2 separate regions of the Canis lupus genome follow, and region 1 is linked to region 2. A link is a contact called in public Hi-C data. All regions are on one chromosome and are shown on one strand. The core of a region is the stretch at or near the end of the contact, and the rest is flanking DNA. Distances in the headings are between cores, read along the strand shown. Region 1 overlaps PRKCE (protein kinase C epsilon type). Region 2 overlaps LOC119876732 (a long non-coding RNA gene).

What was found. A called contact is a pair of places that touch in the nucleus more often than the background predicts.
Region 1: a contact with region 2 is called in a Hi-C map of liver, with 3 times the contacts expected there. The contact joins two enhancer-like sites. A contact is called at or near these places in 4 of 9 Hi-C or Micro-C datasets (amygdala, blood and liver).

What each region holds. Positions count from the first base shown.
Region 1 is chr10:49,138,267-49,143,794 of UU_Cfam_GSD_1.0, reverse strand. The region is part of intron 1 of PRKCE (protein kinase C epsilon type); the gene reads right to left. Among named protein-coding and RNA genes, the nearest start is that of PRKCE, 110 kb to the right of the region's middle. Within about 2 kb of position 3,839, at least 3 of the 20 cell types and tissues checked have an H3K27ac peak or open chromatin away from gene starts, as enhancers often do. A contact at or near this core is called in liver, where this site is marked.
Region 2 is chr10:49,019,584-49,025,121 of UU_Cfam_GSD_1.0, reverse strand. It overlaps LOC119876732 (a long non-coding RNA gene), which reads right to left. Exons shown (of 4, transcript XR_005365862.1): 3 at 5,458-5,538; 4 at 1-232. Among named protein-coding and RNA genes, the nearest start is that of PRKCE, 7.8 kb to the left of the region's middle. Within about 2 kb of position 3,696, at least 5 of the 20 cell types and tissues checked have an H3K27ac peak or open chromatin away from gene starts, as enhancers often do. A contact at or near this core is called in liver, where this site is marked.

The DNA of each region.
Region 1 (5,528 bases), core at 2,590-5,089, 120 kb before region 2:
ATAACCTGGAGATCATGCTGGCTGGGGCAGCAGGGAGGGAGCAAGGACAGAGGCGGGGAGACCAATCAGGAGGCCCCGTGATCATTCTGGCAGGAGCCCTGGAGGCTCAGACGGTGAGGGTGGAAATGCAGAGGAGGCGTCAGATTTGGGACACATTTTCATCTTGGACCCTCAATTTCCCAATCTGCAAGAGTTTCTGCACCCAAAAGAATTTTCCATATTCCAGCCAAGTATGAAAATAAGTGGGAAACAACAACTATATGGAAACGTTTGGGGCTACTGCGATTTAAAATGGCCCTAGAGGGGCACCTGAGTGACTCAGTTGGTGGAGCGTCTGGCTCTTGATTTTAACTCTTGATCTCATGGGTTGTGAGACCGGCACAAGTTGGGCTCTGTGCTTAGTGTGGAGCCTGCTTGACGTTTTCTCCCTCTGCCCCTCCACCCCTCCCCTCTTTAAAAAAAAAAAATGCCCCCCCCCCCCAAAAAAAAAGGTCCCTGGAGACTCATAGTAGTATGAATAAACTTTTGCTGGTGGGGGAATTTCGGGAGCCTCCAATGCCATGAGCACTGCATGAGCATGAGGATGAATGGTCTGCATGGAGTCCGTCTGCCCATGTGTCTGCCCTCACATCCCTGTGCACATACATGCACACATACTCATACACACACGTCCACACCCACACACACAGTGGAGGGGTGAGAAACAGCCATCCCTGGAGGGAGACAGACCTGTCAGGGGCTTGGCTAGGGCACTTTCTAACCATGTGACCATGAGGCTTAGTTCCTCATGAGCAAATGGGATAAAAACACGGACATATGAGGTTTGGGGGACACTGATATGAACGAATGTGTCTGGCGTATAATCTAGTCTCAATAAATCTTAGATCCTCCCTTACTGCTAACCCCTTTGGGAACCCATCCCATCTTGGGAGGAGAAAGCCCTGGAGTATTCAGAACGCAGATGAAGCCACTTGTAAATAACTGAGAAGTGTCTGCACTGCTATTGTTGTTTTACTATCCTGTTTACCATTAAGAAAAACAACTTCCTTCACCACACCCTGCTGGGACCATGTCACTGTGCTTCCTCGGGTCCGCGTGATACCCTGGACTTGGAGACGGCCTCAGGAACAGGAGGAGCAGGGCCAGCGCTCAGGATCACGCGGGAAAGGGTGCACTGGCTGCAGGCGGGTGCACTGTGGACGGCCCTCTCTGGAGGGGAGCCAGGGTCAGGGTGACCAGGTCTCCCAGCTTGATTCATCTCTGGGGCAGCAGGCTTGGAGGTCAGATGGTGCCAGAGGCCAAGGCCTGTCGGTCTTCCTGGGCAATGCCCCCCCAACCCCCAACCCCCACCCCCACTGGTGGAATGCCACTCCTCACCTTGCCCTGTTCTGTAGGGTCACAGCAATCCATGCCTGAGTCCTAGCACCCAGCTCTCCCCTAGGCAGACAACCATGGAGGTGGGGGGTGGGGCCCCAGGGTGCTTTTAAAGCACAATGGAAAGAAGACAGGAGAGATGGGAGGGAAGAGAATTTGGTGGAAAGAAGGAAAACAGCAGCACTCAATCCCTGACGCGTGCCAAGGCCGACTGTACAGGCCCTTGCCTCCACTCTGCCCCGTGCTGTGTTCATGGCTCAGTTCAACACGTATTTAGGGAGCCCCTCCGCAGCAGAAGGCTGGAAGCTACAGATGGCACAGGGAGCCTCCCTGCCAGGCCCGTGTCAAATCCCCTCACAGGGGCTTGTGAGGCAGCAGCTGACAGAGGGGAGGTCTTGAAGCCTGAGAGCCAGCCACAGGCCCTGGCCACAGGGGTGGTCTCCCCACGCGCCCCAGCAGGGCTGCCCTGGAACTCCCAGGCTGCCTGCCAAGCCCCTGGCCAGTCCTCTACCCCTCTGAGAGAGGCCCCACCAACAAGGTGCACAGGTGCGTCCCCCAGACGAGTGGTGGCAGACGGGAGGGCTCTGGGGCCCAGCAGGGCATTTCTATTCCTAACCCAATGTGGCTATCGGCAGCCGACAGTTCAGATTAGTGAGCTGTGCTGGGTGGGGACGGTGGTAAGGGCCCAGCCTGCCGGGGCGGCAGGGAGCTGTCAGGCATTCCACCCAATGTGCCTTGTGTGGGGCCTGGTGGCTCCAGGAGACGCCCAGGGGTAATAACTGGGGAGACGGTGTGGTGTGCCCTAATCATTAGCACAAAGTCTTGGGTGCCAGGAAGACTCGAATCCCAGCTCGGCCTCCTAGCACCCATAAATTTCCTGAGCTCCTCGGCCCTCACATGCATGAGGGGTATACTGACAGCACCTCCTTCATAAGCTGCTGGGAAGATCGGACCCACTGGTGCCAGAGTGAGTGGTGATCCCAGCCATCTTCACCCAAGTCACATGGCTGGCCAGGAGCAAGCGCGATCCTGGTCTCCTCCAGCCCACCAGCCCCTCTCTGCCCCGCCCCCTGCAGCCCGGGCACCCTTCTCCTGGGGGCACACGTCTGGTGGCAGTGACATGGCCTCTCTGCTGGCTCACCCATCACAGGGCAGAGATGGCAGGCTGCAGGTCGCAGGAGCCAAGGCAGATCTTCTTGGACTCATGGCCTTGGAAGACCCATCTGGAAGGAGTTCTGCTCACAGGACCCCTCACAGGGGCTATGCAGCCAATGCCCAAGGAAACCCAAAGGGGAAGAGACAGAGGAGCCAGAAGAAGATTACTGGGTGGGGTCCTGGCCTTCCTGGGAATGGTGCTCCCCACTTTCAGGTTGTATCCAGCCCAGATGCGTCACCCCACCCCCCACCAGCCGTTCAGGAGAGCTGGATTCCAAACACCCAGCAAAAAGGCACTCAGGTGGCCAGGAGAGCATCCCTCACTTCCGTATCTCTGCCCTTTCCACAGCAGGGTGGGGTCCCACATTCTGCAGCATTCTCTTCTTTCGCTGAGATACCCTCCCTCACTGCCTTCCCCTCTTGGGGTCTGTCCCTCAGAGCCCATGGCTCCGTCCTAAATGGTGCCAGGCACGCGGCAGGCGCTCAACACATGTTGGCTTTTTTCTCCCGCGGTCAACCACCCTTTGCTGCCTTAGTGCTCCCAAGCGTGTTGACCCAGTGTAGACTGCAAATTCACTGAGGGAAGAGCCCGTCTCTCTCATGGTCTCCAGTGTCCCCAAAAGGCCCAAGACCAGGCGTGATGACCGAAAGATGAGCCACCAGCTGTAAGAAGCCACCGACTACTGCAAGTGATGGAGAAATGCGGGGGCAAGGTGACCAGATCCGCACTCATTGGAGAAGGAGCCTCAGCGAGAGCCCCAGAGGCAGATGTGAGAACGTCCCTCACCAGGGCTCCCCCACCTCCCCCCTCTCTTTCCCCTCCTCCTTCACTTCCTTTGACTTCCCTGGCTTCGCCCTCGCTCTCCCTCTGAAGAAGCCCTTCCCCAGGCACCAGCCGGTCTGGGGGCTGATTCCCACCCTATGCATCAAGGTACCTGCTTAACTTGGTGAAATGAGCCACTCAAATCCCTCTGGGCCTCAGTTTCCCCTTCTGTCTGATGGAAAGAGTCCCCTTCTGAGAGCTGCCCAGAGAATGAAACGAGGGGCCGCCTTCCCTTCCGTGGACCCCGGGCGGGGAGGGGGCCGCCTCCGGCCCCGGGAGCTGGGGTCACCCGCCCGCTCCCCCTCTCCGCCGCCCGCACCCTCGGGATCTGGGAGCCCGGGAAGGTTTCCAGCCAAGGCCGGCGCGGGCGAGGAAGGGGCGCAGCGCAGGGTCAGGGCGGCCGCAGCGCACAGGCCCCAATCACCCCGACAGAGCCACCCCACTGCCCCTGTGTCTTAGGCCAGTGCAAAACCGGAACAAAAGTTCTGAGAAAAGACAAAGGAGGAGGAAGGGGAAGATGGCCAGGATTGGGCCCACGTCACACGGGGCGGCTGGAGGGGGGGGTGACCTGGGCCCCCGCCTCTGCAGGACGCGGCTGTGCCCGAGAGGTCAACCCGGGGCCGCGGGGGTCCCGACCGCGCTCGCTGCGCTGCCACTGCCGGAGGGACCCCCTCATTAGGCGCCTGCGAGGCCCGCGGCCTCTGCCAGGAAAGGATCTGCTGCAGGGAAGCCGCAGAACAGCTTCTGCCTCCTTCCGGAGCCCTTCCCTTTGCTCGGCCCCGGCCCCAGGCCCCCAGGTCACCTCTAGCTCCCCGACACAGGGAAGTCCGGCAGCCTGGGCAAGCGCCAGCCACGGCCTCTCCCACCTCCGCGCCCCACTCGCCCTCGTGGCCAGCGGGTCCCCACCCCAGGACACGGGTGCCCCTCATTGTCACTGCTGCCACTGGATCTGGGACAGGAGAGCACCTGGGCGGGGCCCCCAGCCCTCCCCAAGCATGGAGAGAACAGTAGGGTGGTTGCTGGGAGCCCATTCCTAATGCAGCCAAACTGGGCAGCCTAAACAATGACCGAACTTAAATAATTTCCACCCACATAATCAGCTCAATAATTCCTTAATGACTTCCTAAGAAAAGTGTTAAGAAGAAGAAGAAGAAAAAAAAAAAAGCCCTTGTTTGTTTTGATTTGGTTGGTCTTTTTTTCACCCTTGGTTGAGGATTTCATTGTCTTCCGCGTGGCAAGAAACAGCCTGGATTTTTAGGAAGGAAGAAATAATCTGCCGTGGGGGGCCCTGATGCCCTACAGGTCAGGGGGGAGGGTGCGGTTAGGGAGCTGGCACCCTGGCCCCTGGGCTTCGCGCTGTCTCAATTTCATCATCCACCTATGAAGTAAGGATAACCATAACTACCGCCTGCCTAAATCACAGGGTGTTTTTGTGGGTTTGGGGGCGGGACCATGGCCGTGCCAGCCTGGTCCTCCTGCGAAGGTATGAAGCTAAAGCCATCTTCACTGCTCTCAGTGAAGACACTCAGTCGTCCCTCCAGCAGGCCCAGCAGCACTGTGGCAGGGACACCATACGTCTGAGTGCATCTCAAATGCTACAACCTCCCCGAATATGAATACAACTCAAACACTACAATCTATGTGCATGTGAAAAGCCTGAGTGATCCTCATACTTTGGAACAGAAGAGCAGTATCACACTCCTAAAATAAAAAGCCACAGCCAATGTTGTGTTTTCCAGATAGAGGAAGCAGGATTTCCACCTTCGATGAGTCTGTGTAGTAATTCTAGCTCGAGCCTGGCTGCTCGGGGCTTGACCCCAGGGAAGAGATGTAATTCTGTGGATGGGGAGGGCAGCAGAACATGGCCCACTGGGACCCTGAAGGGGGCTGGCGCTCACCCCCAGGCCGGGGCCTGGCATCCTCTATACAAGAGCCACCCGGGAGAGGGGGTAGGAGACCTGTGAGCACAGGGGAAGGGGAATGTTTCATAGCCCTACCTTTTGCAGAACTGCAAATCCTTTGTGGTGGTCATGCATCAACGTTCAGCTGGGCATCCAGGACTGTGGATATGAGGGACCGAGTGACTGGGTATGGGGTATGCGCGTGCCTGCTACACCCCCGGAAGGGCAAAGAAGCATGGAGATTGGGGCTGCGTATGTGCTTCTATCTATCTGTT
Region 2 (5,538 bases), core at 2,447-4,946:
CCTGGGCCATCTGATGGCATATGCAGCCATGCAATGACACAGGAAACCTTCCAGAGTTCTGTTGGCCCTGCCTGGCCTAGCCCCACCCGAGTTCCAGCCCCATTCCCAACCCCACGGTAGGTCCTTCCTCTTGTTGTGGGTCTATGTCTGGCCTGCCATGTCTTCTTATTTTGGCCCTGTCTCTGCTTTGAACTCTGTTGCAGTGACCCAGAGACCAAGCTTCACTCAGAATCTGCAAAGAGATGGAGGGATCAGAGGTAAGCCCATAGAGCTTAAAGGCAGATGCAGGCAGGAGGTGGCCTGCTGCTCCTCCTTCCTCAGTTCCTTTGACCCTGGATCCCACTCCCTCAGGCATTGTCTGGAAAGTAACATCATGTACCACATCTTTGGCGGTGATGTTGGGCTGCATTTTGGGACATTTTTTTTTTCTTAAAGATTTTATTTACTTATTTCTTTAGAGAGCGCACGAGCAGGGGGAAGGGCAGAGGGAGAGGGACAAGCAGAATCCTTGCTGTGTGGGGAGACTGATACAGGACTTGGTCTGAGGACCCTGAGATCACCACCTGAGCCAAAGTCAACCCACTGAGTCACCCAGGTGCCCTGCATCTTGGGACTTTTAAGTATATAAATTAATCCATGGGCCTTGCTATGTACCTGTTATGTTCTCAATCCTGGGGCAGGTGCTCTAGGGAGGACAAATAGATAAACTGATGATTCCTATTCCAGCAGGTGAACTAGGAAGATCAATTCAGACATTTATTTAGCAGTTGGTATTGAGTCCCACATCATTTGGAACACTGGAGAAGCAAAGATGATGACACACAGTGACCCTTTATTAGTCGGAACGGGCCACGTCATACTGCTGTAATAAATAGTCCCAAATCCCATGGTCTTAAAATAACAGGTTTCTCCTCACGCTGCTCTAAGTCCATGGCAGGTTGGCTGGGAGCTCTGCTCTGCGTTGGTATCATTCTCCCTCCTGCATGATAAGTCACTATCTGGAACTTAGGTGGTCATAGGCGGCAAGCAAAAGAACCTCTCAAGGGTCTTATCCAGGCACCTAACTAGTCCACTGGATGTGCTCAGTGACACTCACTTTTGCTCACTGGTTGTTAGCTAGAACCAGTCATGTGGCCTCTCACCCCCAACCACTTCAGGACTGGGAAGTTCTCCTGTGTGCAGGGGTGAGGAGACTGGGCTATCTGGTGAAGAACAGTGAACAACACCATAGACCCTGTCCTCAAATATCAGGGGCAGAAAGATGACGCAAGGCAGCACACAGTAAATGATAGGTAAAAGCACAGTCAGAAAGTGCTACAGAAATTTAGAGGTGGGGACGCCTGGGTGGCTCGGTGGTTGAGCATCTGCCTTCGGCTCAGGGCAGATCCCGGGGTCCTGGGATAGAGTCCCACATCAGGCTCCCCGCAGGGAGCCTGCTTCTCCCTCTGCCTATGTCTCTGCCTCTCTCTGTGTCTCCCATGAATAAATAAACAAAATCTTAAAAAAAAAGAAGAAGAAGAAGAAAAAGAAATTTAGAGGTAACAACAATCACAATCAGAGGGAAACTGGGGATCCCTGGATGGCGCAGCGGTTTGGTGCCTGCCTTTGGCCCAGGGCGCGATCCTGGAGACCTGGGATTGAATCCCACGTCGGGCTCCAGGTGCATGGAGCCTGCTTCTCCCTCTGCCTATGTCTCTGCCTCTCTCTCTCTCTCTCTCTCTCTCTCTCTCTCTCTCTCTGTGACTATTATAAATAAATAAAAATTAAAAAAAAAAAAAGAGGGAAACTGTTTGATCCCCCTTGGCCCTGGGCCACTGGCATGCAAAAGACTGGAGATGTCACAGAGAATCCAGCCTGTATCAGAACCAGCAGCCACCTCAGGCCCTCTCCCCTTCTCTCAGAACAGAACATTTCATCTCACAGGACCTAGAGGTTCTACGGGCGACTTCAGAACCAAATCCACAGCAAGGGGGCATTTGGACACAATAGAACTAATACTTATTTGTTACATGCTGCAAGATTTTGGAGATCACCTGTGTGATTCTTGATATTCTTTTTTCTTATTAAATTCCTCTATGAAATGAGGAAACTGAGACCTAGAGAAGTTAATGGACTTGCCACACAAGGGAATTTTTCACAATAACCAAAGAAGGAATTAATTAGAGGTCTCAAATCAACTCTTAGGCTTCCTAGTTGGAGTTTACTGGTTTTCCTACACTGTCACATTAGAACCAATGAAATGTCATTTAATGATAAGAATTCCAATTATACTTTAAGGCCTTGGAAACAAAATTTCTGTAAATCAAAGGTCCATGATGTTTTAATAATTGGTTCCAAACTTAACTGGCCTTAACACAATAGGATTTAAGAGATTTATTATAACTCTTGGTGGACTATGATATTCACAGAGTTCTTTCTTAGGTTTTGGGGATACGTGTAAACACAGTCCTTAAAACTAAAGGACTCGATTCTTCCTCAACTTCTCTATCCTTGAGTCTTGTCTCCTAACACCAATTAGATACATCTTTGGTATATAGTTTTATGATACCTGCACCAAGTGCAAACAGCTGTTTCTGTGCACTCTGGTGGCTAATTCATCATTTAGCAGAAGAATTGATCTTACTGTTCAGTGAAACCATTTTTTTTATTTTTAATTTTAAGTAGGCTCCACGCACATTGTGGGGCTCAAACCCACGACCTGGTGAGCAAGAGTCACTTGCTTAGCTATTGAACCAGCCAGGCGCCTCCCCGCCACCACCACCACCACTTTTTTATCTGACTGTTCAAATTAGGTTATATATCTCTAATCCATTCTGAACATTTGGTCAATCCATTTCTACTTCTAATTTCCCTTTAAAGAGTAAGGAGCGAAGTCTCCAGGGCAGGGAATATTGCCTTCTTGTCACCGATGACAATCATTTAGGTGTAACAGATGTACAATCTGAACTAGTTAAACCCACAGGTTTTGTTGCAACCGAGATATGATGCATCCTTCTCTCTTCTTCTTCTTCTTTTTTTTTAAGATCTTATTTATTTGTTCAAGAGAGATACACAGAGAGAGAGAGAGAGAGAGAGAGATGCAGAGACACAGGCAGAGGGAGAAGCAGGCTCCCTGGGGGGAGCCTGATGTGAGACTCAATCCCAGGACCCTGGGATCACAACCTAAGCCAAAGGCAGACACTCAACCACTGAGCCACCCAGATGCCCAAATCTTCTCTCTTTTAAGGCCTAACCCCTCCCTGTCCCAATCCTTATTCCTCTATCTGAAACTATAGATCCTCCTCCCTGAACCCTCCCAACCACTTCCCCTTGCTTCTCCTCATAGTCTTGACCTCTGCCTGAACTAGTGTTTTGTTTTGTTTTGTATTTATTTGGGACCTGTCTTAATTGTACCACTTCCCCAAAAGGTCTTTAAGTTTGGAGGTGCAGTATGACTCATCTGGGTACTTACTCTCCAGGATCTCCAGGATCTCGGACATACTGGGTACAGCCCTCTCTATAAATACTTGTCACAAGGATGACACTCTGAAATAAGAAGAGTGTCACAAATCTTGTTCGCCTCTCTCTTGCTTGTACAGATGAGCGCCTTGGCAACGATTGGCTCGCTCCACTGCGCCGCAACCGAGGACGGAGTGATAAGGTGATTTAGTCCCTGGGCCCGTGGGCAGCCCGGCGGCCGCACCTCCCGGCCCAGGGCCTCCGCGAGCCGACGGCGCCCTCTGGCGAATGCGAGGCCGCCCAGCCGGGCTCCCAAAGCTGGAAGCACTGGGATTCCTTGACCAGCTAAAGGGATAGTCTGGGGGCAGACCACAGGGCATGGGACCAGTGGCCTTAACCACATGCCCATCATGAACAGGAGACAAACGCAGCCAGCGAGCACCTGCCCTATGAAAACACCATGCTGAATCTTAAAAAGAATTTTTTTTTTTAACAACTAAGCTTCTCAAAATGAATTCTGTTCCTATCACTGCATCAGGACAATAGGCCATCCATTTGCCGGTTAAATCCATGCTGAGTTCAGGAAGAACAATGAAGGAGAAGCAGTCCAGGTTTCAGAGAAGTTAGAACTTGAAGGTAAAGGAATGTTGTTACCTCCCGACGGGCCCCAGGGACACACCCCACCTTTTTCCTGACGTCAAACTGCAGGTGAGCTCCTGAAGCTGAGGTGAGGGCTGTGAGAGAGAGCCAAGGAACCCTACTGTCCCCCCCCAGAATGGGCAATATTGGGAGTGGGAGAGAATTGCCCCCCCCCCCCCCCCCCCCCCCGGCTGCTCCTCTCATTCCAGCAGATAACCCAGTTTCATTTTCTGACAAAACACTGAACCATCAGCCCAGGGCTCCCGTGACTTTCTGCCACCTAACCCAACAAACACTTAGGAAGGAAGAAAGGACAAGCATCCTTCCTCTATCCCACCAGTTGTCACGGCAGAGGGTCCCTCCAGTCCAAGGCCCTGCCTGTGTCCTGGACCTGTGACCCAGCCTGACTTCTCGGGGACTCTGCTGCTGGCCACCTCTCATTCTCTCCCTCAGCCCCCCCTCAACCCCGCCATTCTTCCCCATCCCATTAGACTCACCCATCCTAAAAACCATCTCACACTCTGCCTCACCTCACATTGCTCTTGGCCACCTCTCAAACCTCTTCTCCTCCCCAAACTTAAGAGTTATATATGCTTCCTGTCTCCTCTTCTTACTCTCCATCCCACCTAAGCCTGAGCACAGATGCTGGGGCTCTCCGAGACACCTCTTGTTGAGGGAACCAATTGTCTCCACCCCGCCAAGCTTATCTGTGGAGTCCACAGCGTACTTAACCACTCTTTTGGTACCACCTGATACTGTTCCCTCCTTGAAATGCTCTCTTCCCTTGGTTTCCATGACGTCTGAGCTCTCCAAAGTTTTCTGCCTGCCTCCTTGACTTTTCTCTTCCAGTTTTTTCTCCTCTACTTGGTCTTTCCCATCTCTTAAATGCATCATTATTTTTCAGTTACACTGCAGAATGTTAAGACATTTAATGCAAAAGTTGTCTCGGTGACCTTAGGTGCAGTGAACTTTGAAAGGAGGACAGATCACTGTGGCATGGAGTGGTAAGAGAAGCCCTCAAGAAGGGAGCGAGATGGAAATTGGAAATAGAATGGTGATAGAATATCAGAGGCAGGATTGCCCATGAAATGCACAGCAGGGAAAATCTATCAGGTGACTATTAAGCATCTTTTTTGCTAGGTATGTCATAAAATAAAGACACGAGTCCCTAGACTAAATTTTAGTTAACATTCCATTAAATAGCAATTGATAGAGCTGGAAAGGGTAGAAAAAGGGGAAGAGATGCGCAAGGGCTTCCTGGAGGGGGCAGGGCTTGTGGGCTATTCTGCTCTGTATAAATTAGGGTAGGCTAACCGTTCCAACAGGTATGCTCACAGTGTATAAAAGCTCAAACACAATAGATGTTTATTTCTTACTCACCTAACAGTACTGAATGAGTGAACAGGTCAAAAGGGTGGCCCTGTCTCTCCAGGCTTCCACAGTCACTCTGGGGGCTGAAGC